Regions from separate parts of the Mus musculus genome. Here regions 1 and 3 are each linked to region 2. A link is a contact called in public Micro-C data. All regions are on one chromosome and are shown on one strand. The core of a region is the stretch at or near the end of the contact, and the rest is flanking DNA. Distances in the headings are between cores, read along the strand shown. Region 1 has its middle 61 kb from the start of Gm40287. Region 2 has its middle 32 kb from the start of Gm36235. Region 3 has its middle 57 kb from the start of Lpin1.

Region 1 (4,865 bases), core at 84-2,583, 500 kb before region 2:
TATTGAATAACATGAGCCGAGTGTTTTGTCCATGGCCTTGACCTGACCATTTCCACTTTAAAGATGTTTTGGCTTGGGCATGATTTCCAGAGCTGAGGTGGGTAAGAAGTCACGATTGTACTTGCTTCCTCTTTCTACACATTCCCCATGTACTGATTTTCCTAGTAATATTACTAAAATACAATTTATAAGACACTAATCCAATCACTTGATTCCTTTGCTTATAAGCCATCAATCACCAAATCATAGCCACCACCAAGGTGCCATTTCCCTTCCAACTCACAAACTCTGAGCATTGAAGTACCCCCAGTGACACAGCATATTCACAGGCCATATTCGTGGACTTTCATCTGACCTAGCTCTCCATAGAATGGTCCTGAAGTGTCATTCTTCTCTCATAACAAGCAGTCCTCAAGACCCAAGTTGTCAAAAGTGACTATCTAAAAGAGCATTCACTGACAACGCTAAACACAGGTTCACATAGCCTTCCTAAGTCAGTTTGCCATCTCCCTCTTACTGGAATTTCTTGCTAGTAAGTATGCAGTTTTGTTAAATGGACTATATTTTTCTCACTAGTTATTGAAAATCTCCCAATGCCTTACTATAATTCCATAGATCACTGTGTTGGTTGCAAAGAGTGACTCTTAGGATTCTTCTCCAATGTTGTATTGTCATCTCAGAACTGTGTAGCCTAATGGACCCCCTTGGTAAACCTCTACTCCCAAAAACATTTACAAGTCATAGTACCAGCAAGATTATGAAGTATCAGTGAAAATGGTTGTGGGGCACTACAACATGAGGAACTCTATTACAGGTTCACAGCATTAGGAAGGTTAAGAACCCCTGGTATAGAGAGAATAGAGAAACTTGCCATATGGGCAAGAACTATTCATCAGACCATAGCCAATGTACAGCTTCATTCTTCACTAGCATGTGCAAGTCCTGGTGAAATGATTCTTCTGAGAGTGTCATGTCATATCACATATTTCATAGCAAGAGTCACTGGTTTACTTTCAGTCAGTCTAAGAGAGGATGAGGCATAGAGGGAAACAAGTCATTGACTATATAGAACACATAGATTTTCCCTTATGGAGTCTCACTTTGTACAGAACCTGTTCAATATGGAATGAATTCAGAGTGTGTATATGATGATTATATCCAAAATATGTTCATAAATAGTTTGCACTTGAATATCAATTGATATGTGATGAGAAAAGTTTTTGTTTGTTAATATGAATACTCACTGAGCACTTGCACAATATTTAAAGACTCACAAAGATGGTAGTCATCTTGCTGATATTACCAAAAGCCAGAATCATGTAGAGACAAGGCAGCTGATGTTCATCAAGGTCAGATAACTGGCCACTTATCAAAACCTTGTTGGCTACACTCTACTGAAGGCCCTTGGACCATTGCCACCCACATTGTGCATATCTTTGTGCTGCTTCTTGGCACATTTAAGGAGACTGTCCTGAGTTTCTAAAAATTGTCCCCAAGGATGGCAATGTGAAAGCACACCATGAGGGAGTAAGCACCATGGGCTTCTACCATGTAACGTGAAAGAGACCAGGAACTAAGCTTCCCTGAGTAGAAGGGATCACTGACCAAGGAAGTTTCTCAGGAAAACCAATTAAGCTTCTGTTTCCATGGAATATCTGGATTCCCCAACACAACACACAAACACACACACACACACACACACACACACACACACACACACACAAGTGTGGATATAAAACTGCTCCTTTCTGCCAACTCATATTGTTCAGTAAATAGACCTCACCATTTCCTGGGATATGAGCCAATTTGATTACCTCCTTTTTCCATGCTTGGAAGCTGCTTGGCCGTGATCTCTTTAACCTCTGCAAAACCATGGGAAATGAGCTTGTAAATGCTGTTAATCCTTGAGAAGATTTTAGATCTGTGGACTTAGGTGTTTACTGGGAAGACACAAATTTCTCTGACAACAGCTATCATCCTGGTCAACACAGAACTCTGGACAGCTCCTACTCTACCCCCACCTGAAAAAAGAATCGTAGGAAAATGGTCTTTGCTACCTCACCAGCATCCCAGCACACTTGGGCTTTCTTTGCTCTCCATTCTCAACTCTCTTGTTTGTTTTAAATGACCTTAAGAATCCCTCAGATTTTATTAATTGCTTTTCAGTTTTCTCCTAACTATTTTAGATTGGAGGCTGATGAGATGATTAATGTTAACTGGTTAATTAGAAATAAAAGTTATGCCGGGCATGGTGGCGCACGCCTTTAATCCCAGCCTTTGGGAGGCAGAGGCAGGTGGATTTCTGAGTTCCAGGCCAGCCTGCTCTACAGAGTGAGTTCCAGGACAGCCAGGACTATACAGAGAAACCCTGCCTCAAAAATAAATAAATAAATAAATAAATATGTAAATAAAAGTTATTTATTGTTCTTGAAACCAGCTTTGGAACACCCTCTGGCTTTCCTATGAACTTCTGCCATCACCAAACTCAGGTCAGACCCCTCAGCTCCAGTTTACTCATCCCCAGCATCTTCAGTTCTAAGAGGAAGGTCTTGACAGGTGCACAGAAAAATAAAGGCTTGCATAGGTTAATGAATTTATTGTACTTTTTTGATAGTAATGCTTTGGGTAGTTTATCTTTTGGCAAATATGATAAAGTTGTCCCTTAGTCTCCATTCATGTTTCTCTTATTTCTAGTGTCATTCCTAAACACCAGCCCTGGTTTCTCCAGCATCTGCCAATATGTAAGACCAATAAGCCATCTCGGCTTTAATAAATAGCACAATTCAGAGGCAGATCTAAGTATCTGCATGGATTTCCTGGATATCATTTCAAGTAACACAAAAGTGACAACTTGAGAATAAAATAAAGATGGAAAATAAATAAGTGCCACAGAATGCCTAAACCATAATAGAGCAATGGACAAGTTCTAGGGGGCATGAATATTCATGAGGTTTACAGTGGGGTGGCATGTGTACCTTCAGCTGCTAAAGCTCTAAGTAACTTGAAGAAGTCGGAAAGTGAGTATGGAATCTGATCTACCTGCCAACACAACTTACCTCAGCTCTCAGTTCAACTAGGATCAGAGAAGACAGACATAAAGGAATAGATGGGAGTCATTACCAGCCCTAAAGAACTTGGTTTTCATAGGCACTCATCTACTGCAAAGACAGACAGATTCTCTTCAGTGAGGATCATGACTACTGAGGCCAAGAGACATTTTCCTTTTTATTTTTCCAAAGAGATTGTATAATTGTTTGATGGTCAATAATTCCCTGCATTGTACTGGGGGGGGGGGCGTGTACCTCTCTAGAAGGATGGGGTTATTCATGTGTGTAAAGCAGCTTTGGCCTTTTCACACAATATAAATCTAGAATACAAAGATTTGTTCAGATCTAATTGATTATCCCATCTTCCTGACTTGTGATGATAGTGACTGGGTATGACCTTGAGCTAGCTCTTAGGATGCTGTACTGGCTGGTTTTGTGTCAACTTGACAAGCTGGAGTTATCACAGAGAAAGGAGCTTCAGTTGGGGAAATGCCTCCATGAGATCCAGCTGTGGGGTATTTTCTCAATTAGTGATCAAGAGGGAAGGTTCCCTTGTGGGTGGGACCATCCTGGGCTGGTAGTCTTGGGTTCTATAAGAGAGCAGGCTGAGCAAGCCAGGGGAAGCAAGCCAGTAAAGAACATCTCTCCATGGCCTCTGCATCAGCTCCTGCTTTCTGACCTGCTTGAGTTCCAGTCCTGACATCCTTTGGTGATCAACAGCAATGTGGAAGTGTAAGCTGAATAAACGCTTTCCTCCCCAATTTGCTTCTTGGTCATGATGTTTGTGCAGGAATAGAAACCCTGAATAAGACAGATGGGGATGGATTCATTGATGTATGGGAAGATGGAATTGACTCCCAGGGTTCTAGTCCATTCAAACTTTCATATCATAAACTGAGTGGCTTATAGATCATAGATCTTTATTTGTAATCAAATTCAGTATCTGGTATAGTACCACTTTCTTCTAAATGGAGAAGTCTCAGTGTCACTATGTATTGTGGGAGAGTTTAGCTAGCTTTCTGGGTCACTTTTCTATGCTATCTAGTAACATTAAAACAGTTTACAAAAGAACTCTTAATTATCCCCTCAAAGCCCCATATCTTTGTATCTTATCACGTGGAATATTAAGCTTCAAAACACAACTTAAGGGAGCATCAACACAAGTTCAGAACACCAAAATTTGAAAATTCCCTCAGCTCCCTACTTGCTCAGCTGAGGTTCCCCCTTCTTCAGCCTCCTTACAGTTGTATCTTGTGACTAAGTTCTAGGCAGTGGTTTTACTCCCAGGTGTCCAAGCTCAGCTCATTATGGGCAAATCAGATGACTTCCAGGACTCAGCCATTAAAGTCTCCCAGAGTTCTCCTACAATTTCCTTCTCCACATGCAAAAGACACAGTGGTAGATAGACTCCAAAAGAAGGTAAAGCCAGTGCATATGAACCGCTGTGTCAAAATTGTGGAAAAAAGCAAATTACTGTTATGTTAGCATGTTTTTAGAGTTGGAGTTTTTTTTTTCTTCAGATATTCTAGTTTCTGTAACATTCATCATAACATGAGCTGTGGTGTCCTGCATGCATCCTGCAAAAGATGATATTACTTCTCTGCCAAAAAAAAAAAAAAAAAAAAAAAAAAGAGTAACCTTAGCAAACAAATCTAGTACAGGACCCTGCAGTGAAGATTTTAGTCTCTACCTCAAAGCCTAGCCACTAGAATTGTTTCTAATGAGCTTCAGGTTAGCAACTCACAGTGTAACTCTACACCGGCTACCACAACATGAGACCAACAGGGCAAAACAACCATAGACTGGAAGCTCCAAACC
Region 2 (4,424 bases), core at 740-3,239:
AGAGATGTTCATTAGGTTTTCCATCCAATTGACTTGGTTCATTTTCACCTGGGTGTTAGGCTGCTGACTTCACTAAGAAGGATTAAAGGAAGCAGCCACAAGAAATGTGCCCTTATGTTAAGGTGGGATGCCAATAGACAGTCACATCTACATCATTGCCCCCCTTATGAAGACCTTGAGGGAATAGTATTTGATTCAGAAAACAAAACAGTTGTATTTCTGTTCAGTTAGTGGCTCCCTTTTTGCCTTAATGATATAATTAATTTTGAAATCTGTGTGTGTATATACACACTAGAGAGACATACAGAACATATATATATATATATATATATATATATATATATATATATGTATATATGTATAACATATGTATATGTATATATGTATATATATATATATGTATATATGTATAACATATATATGTATATATATATATATACACATTTCTTTTGATATATAGGAAGAAAAGAAACCAAGGTGACTATGACAAAAACACCCTCAACTAAGCTTACAGGACTAGGTGCTTTCATGTATATTTACTATACTTTACTGTGTCTGTCTGTCTTTCTCTCACAATCATATCCCTCTTTCTTGCTTTATGTTTTTGCATTTGATTTTTTTTAAAGATACTTAATTGTATTTAATGATGATATGCTTTACAGATATCTTAGACACATTTTGAAAATACATAAGAAGATAGGTCTAGGGATGGATTGGTTTTTGGATAGATGGATAGAGATGGATGGATGTAGTTGTCTACATGGATTAAGATGGGATGGATGAGCTGATTGAAGAATGGATGGATAAATACAGTTGGATAGATGGATGTATTTGGATGGATGGATGGATGGATGGATGGATAAATGGAATAAATAGATGGAATATTAGATACTCATTGGACAAAGCTATACAAATTATCTTTGAAATTATGACCTTTACAAGGTTATTCTAAGAGGAGGAGTGACTGTCAGCTATAAGGGAGGGCAGTTTTTATGAGGAGGGGACATAGGGTGAGGGGACTCTCGATTGCACTAATCTTTGGTGAACAGAGCTAATTAAATCAGTGACTTAGCACTCACATCATCTGGTTAATGCACCTCCAAATGGGCCCCAGATACTTTGGTCATTATGCTGATGGAAAGCTTTTGGGGAGAGAAAACACATCTCCCTGTGATCACCCTGTAATTATCCATTTCTTGCCTAGCTCTTGCTGGTTTTGATAAGATCCATTAGGATAATAATTACAGGCTCTGCTAATGTATGATGACTCTATAGACATACACTTCTTTCAGTCACTGTGTGAGACTGAAATACGTTAACCTCTTAAATGTCTTCAATCATAGACTGTGTCAGACCTGTATTAACAGCCTGGCTCCACTGCCCAGACTCCCGCTAGCTGCACACATGTGTGGAAACAAAGCCTTTTCATTTTGCTCATGGCTATTTCCCTTTTTAGGAACATGAAATGAAATACTGTGTTTATCCTGTAGGTCCCAAGAATGTACGTCAGCTGCGATGCCTGAAATAGACATGGTTTGCTGCCCTAAATATTTGATTCTTGAGTCAAGTTATTATAATTGCTAGACATCTTTCTTTAAATAGAAGGGGAAGCATAACAGCACATTTGAAATAAATGCCATATGAAGATGGAGCATAGTTCCCCAGGCTTAACGGATGCACTAAATACTGATGAGCATTTGAACTCATCTGAAGTTCTTTAGCTTTAAGGAGGCAGGATTAAACAGTCTCACACACAGTTAGGAGAGGGTTTGTAGCAGTTAAAGGGATTTCGGTTACAAAATGACATAAACTTAACACACCCTTTTGTAAAACCATTGTTGATCAGCCAAGGCTCCAACCCAAAGACTGCTGTTTCTGTTAGCCTGATAAGTATATTCAGATTAAAGAAAGAAGGCAAATACACTTACCACAGACAAAGCTTTGTAAAGGGCAACCTAACTGCCTTTGAATTTCTTGATAACTTATCTTCCACAAGCAGAGCAGAGCTGAAGCTGCCAGGCCACCTTGACATCTAAAGAGATGGCCTTCAGAGAGAGATATCTTCAAGGAGTCCTGCTTGGGATGTTATTAAGTGAGAGAAGAAAATAGAGACTGGGAGTTTCTGGGTATTCCTGGAGTATGGATTGTGGTGTGAAATGCCCACTAACATCCCAGTCTGATTCTTGTGATTTTGTCGGTGGTAGTGGTGGTGATGATGATGGTGGTGGTGGTGGTGGTGGTGGTGGTGGTGTGTGTGTGAGAGGGGGGGGGGAGAGACAGAAAGAGACAGAGGTAGACAGAGACAGAGAAACAAGAGAAAAAGGAGAGAATTTATCAGAGGCAACTTGATGAAGACAGATGACTTCTATTAACTTATGTCTACAGCAACTTGCTAATTTTTAGCCCATATTTACACTGTATTTTCTGCTTACCCATAGCCATGCAGGTTGCAGGAAACAGAGACTAAGTTCAGATGAGCATTGTACCCCAAATGTTGTTCATGGGGAAGAAAGTAATATTCACAAAGAGGTACAAAGAAGATTGTAAACTCATGGGACAGACCCTTATAATGAGGAAATGGGGAGATATTTAACACTTTGAGATGAGGCCCTGGCCCAGCTAGAAAGTGCAGGGAGCAAAACACTTCATGCTTCCCAGGCTGGTTTCTGTTTGACTCTTTGGATCTGGGCTTTCTCTTTTTATGCAGTAAAACAAATGCAGAAATGCAAGCTCAGTACACTGCTTATTCCTGGCTCATCAACATGCATGTGTGTGTATTTCTCCATGTAGCTGACTCCTTATTCACTGAGGTCTTTTTCTCACAATGGCTTGGGCCCATCTTCTCTACTTCCATCATCAGGAGCAATCCTATTCTGGTAATGTTGGCCATACTGTGTCAAGCACAGAGTATGTTTGTTGCACTGTAGACATTCCTCTTAGTTTTGGCAAGCAACATGGATTTCCATATTCTATCATATTACTAGCTTTCTTTCCCATGGACCATTGCTAACACCCATCCATTGTGCCACAGGTCCATTACTTCTATGCAGACCCTGAAGTAGAGCTTGAGAATCAGAGAATGCATGCATTATTCAGCTAATGTAGAGACTCTCCATTTGCAACCAAAGAGGCAGGAAGCCCACTACAGTCAGAGCAACTGTCAAAAGCAATGGCCAGGAATCAGAGGCAGGAGGAACGGGCACAGAGGAGTGCATACAGGGCATGAAAGATGACAGGCATTTTCCTAGAAACACATAACAGGAGATGCTTCATGGAATGACATCCAAAATGCTGAACAGAAGTGTTCTCCTTCTAAGTAAGTGGTTCTATAAAGATTTATTAATTATCCTGTGCCAGGTGATAGTCTAAACCCTAAGGCTCTCAATGAGTCTAACAAAAATCTCTACACTCATTCTCACTAGAGTAATTCTCACGAGGCATGAAAACATGATGCAGCATTTAAATGTGTAAGACCAAACACACAAAGGAAACCTATATAGTTTTGAAATGTTATCTTCACATCATATACTATTTTGATATATTTATAATATAGTATATTATTATATAATATATAATTATATTATAATGTGTTTATAATATATTATATTAGTCAAGAAGTGGGAGTGGGTGGGTAGGGGAGCAGGGAGGGGGGAGGGCATAGGGGATTTTCAGGATAGCATTTGAAATGTAAATGAAGAAAATATCTAATAAAAATTGGAAAAATAATATGCATACTATATTCAAATTGTATATACATTATAGTATACATTAATATAACAAGTTAAGATACAAAAAGCTAACTCATTTTTAAAAAGACAGATTTTATCTTTTGTTATGTGGATGGGTGTCTGTGTGCACATGAGTGCATGTGTCAGCGGAAGCTAGAAGAAGGTATCAGACTCCCTGGAGCTGGAGTTAAAGGCAATTATAAGTCACTAAGTGTAGATGTTGGGAACCGAATCTGGGCCTCTGCAAGAGCAGTGGCTGTTCTTAAGCCCTGAGCCATTTCCCCAACCCCTTACTGTTTTTTAAACTTTTTTTTTAAAGTAAGGGCTGCCTTACTTTTTAATTGTATTCATCAACCTATCTTCCTTTCTTCTCCAAAGAATCCTCCCTCCCTTCAGTAGTTCTCCCTTCCTTCTTTCTAAGATAGTCTCTCTGTCTCTGTGAATGTGGGTATCTCTGTCTGTCTCTCTATCTCTGTCTACATATCTCTTTCTGTCTCGGTCTCTGTCTTTCTCTCTGTGTATTTGTTCTTCTATCTGTCTGTCTCTTTTGTCTCTGTCTCTCTGTCTGTTTGTCTTTGTCTCTCTCTGTCTCTTTATCTTTGCCTCTGTTTTTCTCTGTCTCTGTCTCTGTCTCTGTCTCTCTCTCTCTCTCTCTGTGTGTGTGTGTGTGTGTGTGTGTGAGAGAGAGAGAGAGGG
Region 3 (4,579 bases), core at 1,886-4,385, 490 kb after region 2:
CCTGTTGCTGTGAACAAACACTCTGACAAAACAAAACAAAACAAAACAAAACAAAAACAAAAGCAAAAAACAAACAAACAAACAAAAACCCACAACCACCTTAGGGGAGGAAAGTATTTATTGGCTTGCACTTCAAGGTCACAGGTCGCAGTCCATCATTGAGGGAAGTCAGGAAGGAATGTCTAGCAAGAACTTGAAGCAGACACCAGGATCGATGCTTCCTGGCTAGCTCTCTGGCTCACTTGGACTCATACTCAGCTAGATTTCCTTTGGTTTGTTTGTTTGTTTGTTTGTTTGCTTGCTTGCTTGCTTGCTTGTTTGTTTGTTTATTTAATGAAAGAAAGGGCCTCATCCAGGCATGGTGGTACACACCTTTAATCCCAACACTCAGGAGGCAGAAACAGGCAGATCTCTGGGAGTTCAAGGCCAACTTGGTCTACAACCCAGGCCCAGGGATAGAGCTACCCACAAAGAACTGGGTCCTTCTGCATCGGTGAATAATCAGGACAATCCCCCACAGTCATGCTCACAAGCCAATCTGTTCTGGGCAATTTCTCAGCTGGAGCTCTCCTCTCAGATGACTCTGGGCTGTGTCAAGTCGACCATTCAGGTTAACTTTAGAGTAAGCAGGAAGCCCCTCTCTCATCTTCAAGGTATCAGAGAGAGGAGGAATTACCCATCTTGGGCGGTCAAAGGAGATATTTAAAAGTCCCATGTCAACCTCAGATAGAAGCTAGTTCAACAGGAAGGTCAGGATTTGAGGCACTCGTCTCATATGCACAAGGCCCTGGGTTCCTTCCCCAGCACCAGACAGAAAATAAATCATAACTTCACCAACAGCAAGACACTCACATAAACATGGAATAACTGCTCATCCTCACTCTTAAAAGGTCAGTGTTTAATGACGATGACTGTCCTCCCTGCACAGAAGTTGAAAGAATCAAGGTGAGAAGTGAAACATCAAAGGCATCTCTTCTAAATCCAAATGTACCGTTTCTCAAGCCCACATCAGCTTTCCAGAATGTAGTAAGTACTAATGCTAACTGGAACTCTGACTACGGCTTTAGCTGCACTTAGTTCTAAGTGCATTTGGGCTTTACTAATGCTGAAGAGACTAGGGTTGTGCACAAAAAGAATTAAAGCAGAAAAACACGTTGGCTGGCTAGAGTAGTTGGCTACCATGAGTGAGGCCCTTAGTTCAATTTCCAGCACTGCTGTATGCCTGTAATGGAGGTGGTGGCAAGCAGGAAGATCCAAAAGTCAAGGCTGTCCTCAGTCACATAGCATGTTACAGCTCAAAATAACAGTAACATTTTGGGCTGCATATACATATATATATGTGTGTGTGTGTGTGTGTGTGTGTGTGTGTGTGTGTGTGTGTGTGTGTACACATACACGCTTCAGAGGACCTAAGCTTGATTCCCAGCAGTCACATTGGATCACTCAAAATCACACGTGACTCCAGTTCCAGGGGCATCCAGTCCCCTCTCCTGGCATCCACAGGCACCAGGCACACTCATGGTACTTACATACAAGCAGTCAAAATACTCATACACATAAATCGCTTTACAACTAACAGGGGTGGTGATAACTTGGTTCAGCTCCACAACATTTTGAAGATGAGTCTTTAAACTTGAGAAAACTGCCCTGTAGAATTTGCCCGCTTAGCCTTTGCTGGCTTATCCGAAGAAATAAATGTATAGAGAGCCCGTGAATTGGCCACTGGGGAAGAGCCTGATGAAATACACGTTGTTATTCAACCAATCCTATTACCATCATTATTTCCATGCTGCCTGGTAGACAGAACCCAAACTTCAGTCCAGATCTGAGTCACTTTCAGTCAGCTAAGGGATGGATCACCCAATCAGCTAATGCTGGGGGGTTGGTTTGATTTGGGGGGTTTTTTTTGTTGTTTTTTTGTTTGTTTTTTGTTTTTAGATAATCCTGAAAAATGGATCAAGATGACAAAGAACATTCTGGAAAGAAAGCACAAAGTCCTGAAATGAAAATATAACCCATTTCTTCTCAGCTTGGCTCTGCAGACCATCTCAGAAAAGGATGTTTTTACAGAGCAGAAACGTGACTGGCTGCACCTCCATTTACACTTCTTTGTTACAAAATGCATGTGACTTGTTGGGGTTCCAGCCTCGGGAGAAATCGGAGGCACTGGTGGTTACTTTCCGAAGTGAAACTTCCAACCACAACCTCCGGTGCACAAAAGGCGGAGTGAGTCACAGGAAGAGGCCACTTGCTTGCAAAATGCATTAAAAGTAATGCAGGCTGAATGGACTTCCTGCACCAATGAACAGATAGCTGGCATCGGGACAGGCTCCTCGAGGCTCCCAAACATTTCGGGGAGGACGAGACCATTAGAAATCTGGGCACATCCACCTCTACCCTGTTCCCTGCGTTCTCACTCTGCCCAGGCTGCCAGACCTGCTGTCTCCCAGGCCTGTGGCTCCCATCTGAGATTCCCCAGGAAGGCAGATCTGACTGGATGCTTCCACAGGGTCAGAAGGACACCTTGTGACTTAAGCAAGCACCTGTGGCTCGGTCTCCAAGATCCTTTAATACAAAGAGGTGAGGTGGTCTTTGTAGCAGCTTCTCCCGGTTTGAGCAAGTGGGGTGGAGCTGATGTGAGTCCTAGGCTGATAGCATTACAGCATTCCTGAGCTGGCCAGATGACAGACGTGAGCCCGGGCCTGGGCTGCAATGGTCCACAACATGTGAGTGCATCCGAACCCCATAGGACTTATTAAACTATTCTCGGAGGCCCACACCCACTGCTAGGGTCGGTAGGTCTAGGATAAGGTCCTAAACAATTTTATTTTTAACAAACTCCCAGGACAAACTCCCAGAACCTCCAGGGCCACAAAGAACAGATTTTAAATCTCAACAGACTGGCCTCCAAAGCTCACTTAAAGATTTGGGCCTCGGATTGAGCTCATCCAAGGGACATCCGCACTGAAACAGTCCCCTGAAGAAACTCCCCTGCCTCCACACAAATCCAACCCACAACCTGGCTGGTCTCCAAGCCTGGGACCACAGGGAAAGGCCTTTGTCAAAGCAGAGGCTGTTTTGAAAGGCTATTCGGTCAAACAAGAACCAACTGTGCCCCCCTGTGGCCACCGGCTTTCACTGACTTCCAGGATCAGCTTCTCTGGTCAGACTCTGCTTCCCTTTGGGGACCAAGCCTGGCTGTACCACAAGTGATAGCAATTATCCTCTTTGGTGCTACAGGATAAAAAGAGAGGTTACAAATGTAAAGTCTATCCTGGGGTGTAGAGCATGGACTTGCCTAGCATGCATGAAGCCCTGGTTCAATTCCCAGTACCAAATAAAAGACACTCATTGTGGCACATGCGTGCAATCCCAGCACTGGGGGTGGGGGTGGGGTGGCAGTAATGATCTAATTCAAAGTCATCCTTGACTATAGTGTTTCAGGCTATCCTCATGAGTCTGTCGGAGACACTGATGCTGCGAAGATAGCTCAGTGGATAAAGCACTTGCCAAACAAGTGAGGGGCCCAGCATTGAAATCCCCAGAACCCACAAAAAATTCAGATGTGGTGGTCACCTATAATCCTTGCAACTCACAAATCAGAAATGGAATCATTTTACAAGCTGACTTGAAAAGGGAAAACCCCTGGTGTTCCCCTGTACTGGGGCATATAAAGTTTGCAAGACCCTGGGGCCTCTCTTCCCAGTGACGGCCGACTAGACCATCTTCTGCTACATATGCAGCTAGAGACACGAGCTCTGGGGTACTGGTTAGTTCATATTGTTGTTCCACCTATAGAGTTGCAGACCCCTTCAGCTCCTTGGGAGTGGGTAGGTAGGGGAGCAGGGCGGGGAGGGTATAGGGAACTTTCGGGATAGCATTTGAAATGTAAATAAAGAAAACATCTAATAAAAATAAATTTTTTTTAAAAAAGGGGAAAACCCCGGAGACCCGTCACCTCTCGTATTTCAAGGGAATGGGCACAGTGCTGTTCACACTCCAGAACCATGATAGAAAACACAGATAGACAAAGATGGTCGAATGGAGTCTCAGCTCTGATGTTGGGACCAAAGGCCTCCTGAAGAGAGTTAAGTCCCAGAACCTGTTTCAAAACTGGGCCTCTTTAACTTTCCTCTATGACAATTCCATTCCAGGACCGACCGCACAGGGGTCACGAAAGCTGTCTCAGAGCTGATGGTTAAGACCAGTCCCCCCCACACACACCCAAATAGTTTTTGGCTTCTGATGCAAAATGGGAATGTGTTACTCTTTGAAACCAGACCAAGCCCTTCAAATTCCCAGGTGAACAAAGCTCGTCTCTGGGAAAGTCTAGGCATCCAAAAACTCATTCTGTCTGCATGGGGGTATGAACTGCGGGGACACAGGAGAGCCTTGGGTACCACCATGGAGGTCTGGTGTCAAAGGATAAAGAGAACACAGATGAATGAGTGGCCTATAGACAAGTTTATCCTGGTTTTTATTTCAGATAAGAGAGCCTCAGACACTGCAGTCAGGTAGCATAGATCTGTGGAGCTGTCCGAGGGTTTCTTCTGTCTGTAACATGTTGAATCTACAGACA

Evidence for each region. A called contact is a pair of places that touch in the nucleus more often than the background predicts.
Region 1: a Micro-C map of granulosa cells shows a contact between it and region 2, with 2.8 times the contacts expected there. The contact joins two enhancer-like sites. A contact is called at or near these places in 4 of 484 Hi-C or Micro-C datasets (the AtT-20 cell line, CD4 T cells, cortical neurons and 1 more).
Region 3: a contact with region 2 is called in a Micro-C map of granulosa cells, with 4 times the contacts expected there. The contact joins two enhancer-like sites. A contact is called at or near these places in 2 of 15 datasets of contacts at CTCF or cohesin (large pre-B cells and pro-B cells), 4 of 484 Hi-C or Micro-C datasets (bone marrow-derived macrophages, cortical neurons, granulosa cells and 1 more) and 6 of 115 datasets of contacts at active chromatin or transcription factors (the NIH/3T3 cell line, astrocytes, bone marrow-derived macrophages and 3 more).

Annotation. Positions count from the first base shown.
Region 1 is chr12:15,542,773-15,547,637 of GRCm38.p6, forward strand. No RefSeq gene overlaps it. Among named protein-coding and RNA genes, the nearest start is that of Gm40287, 61 kb to the right of the region's middle. Within about 2 kb of position 1,334, at least 5 of the 459 cell types and tissues checked have an H3K27ac peak or open chromatin away from gene starts, as enhancers often do. A contact at or near this core is called in granulosa cells, where this site is marked.
Region 2 is chr12:16,044,937-16,049,360 of GRCm38.p6, forward strand. No RefSeq gene overlaps it. Among named protein-coding and RNA genes, the nearest start is that of Gm36235, 32 kb to the left of the region's middle. Within about 2 kb of position 1,990, at least 19 of the 459 cell types and tissues checked have an H3K27ac peak or open chromatin away from gene starts, as enhancers often do. A contact at or near this core is called in granulosa cells, where this site is marked.
Region 3 is chr12:16,530,371-16,534,949 of GRCm38.p6, forward strand. No RefSeq gene overlaps it. Among named protein-coding and RNA genes, the nearest start is that of Lpin1, 57 kb to the right of the region's middle. Within about 2 kb of position 3,136, at least 209 of the 459 cell types and tissues checked have an H3K27ac peak or open chromatin away from gene starts, as enhancers often do. A contact at or near this core is called in granulosa cells, where this site is marked.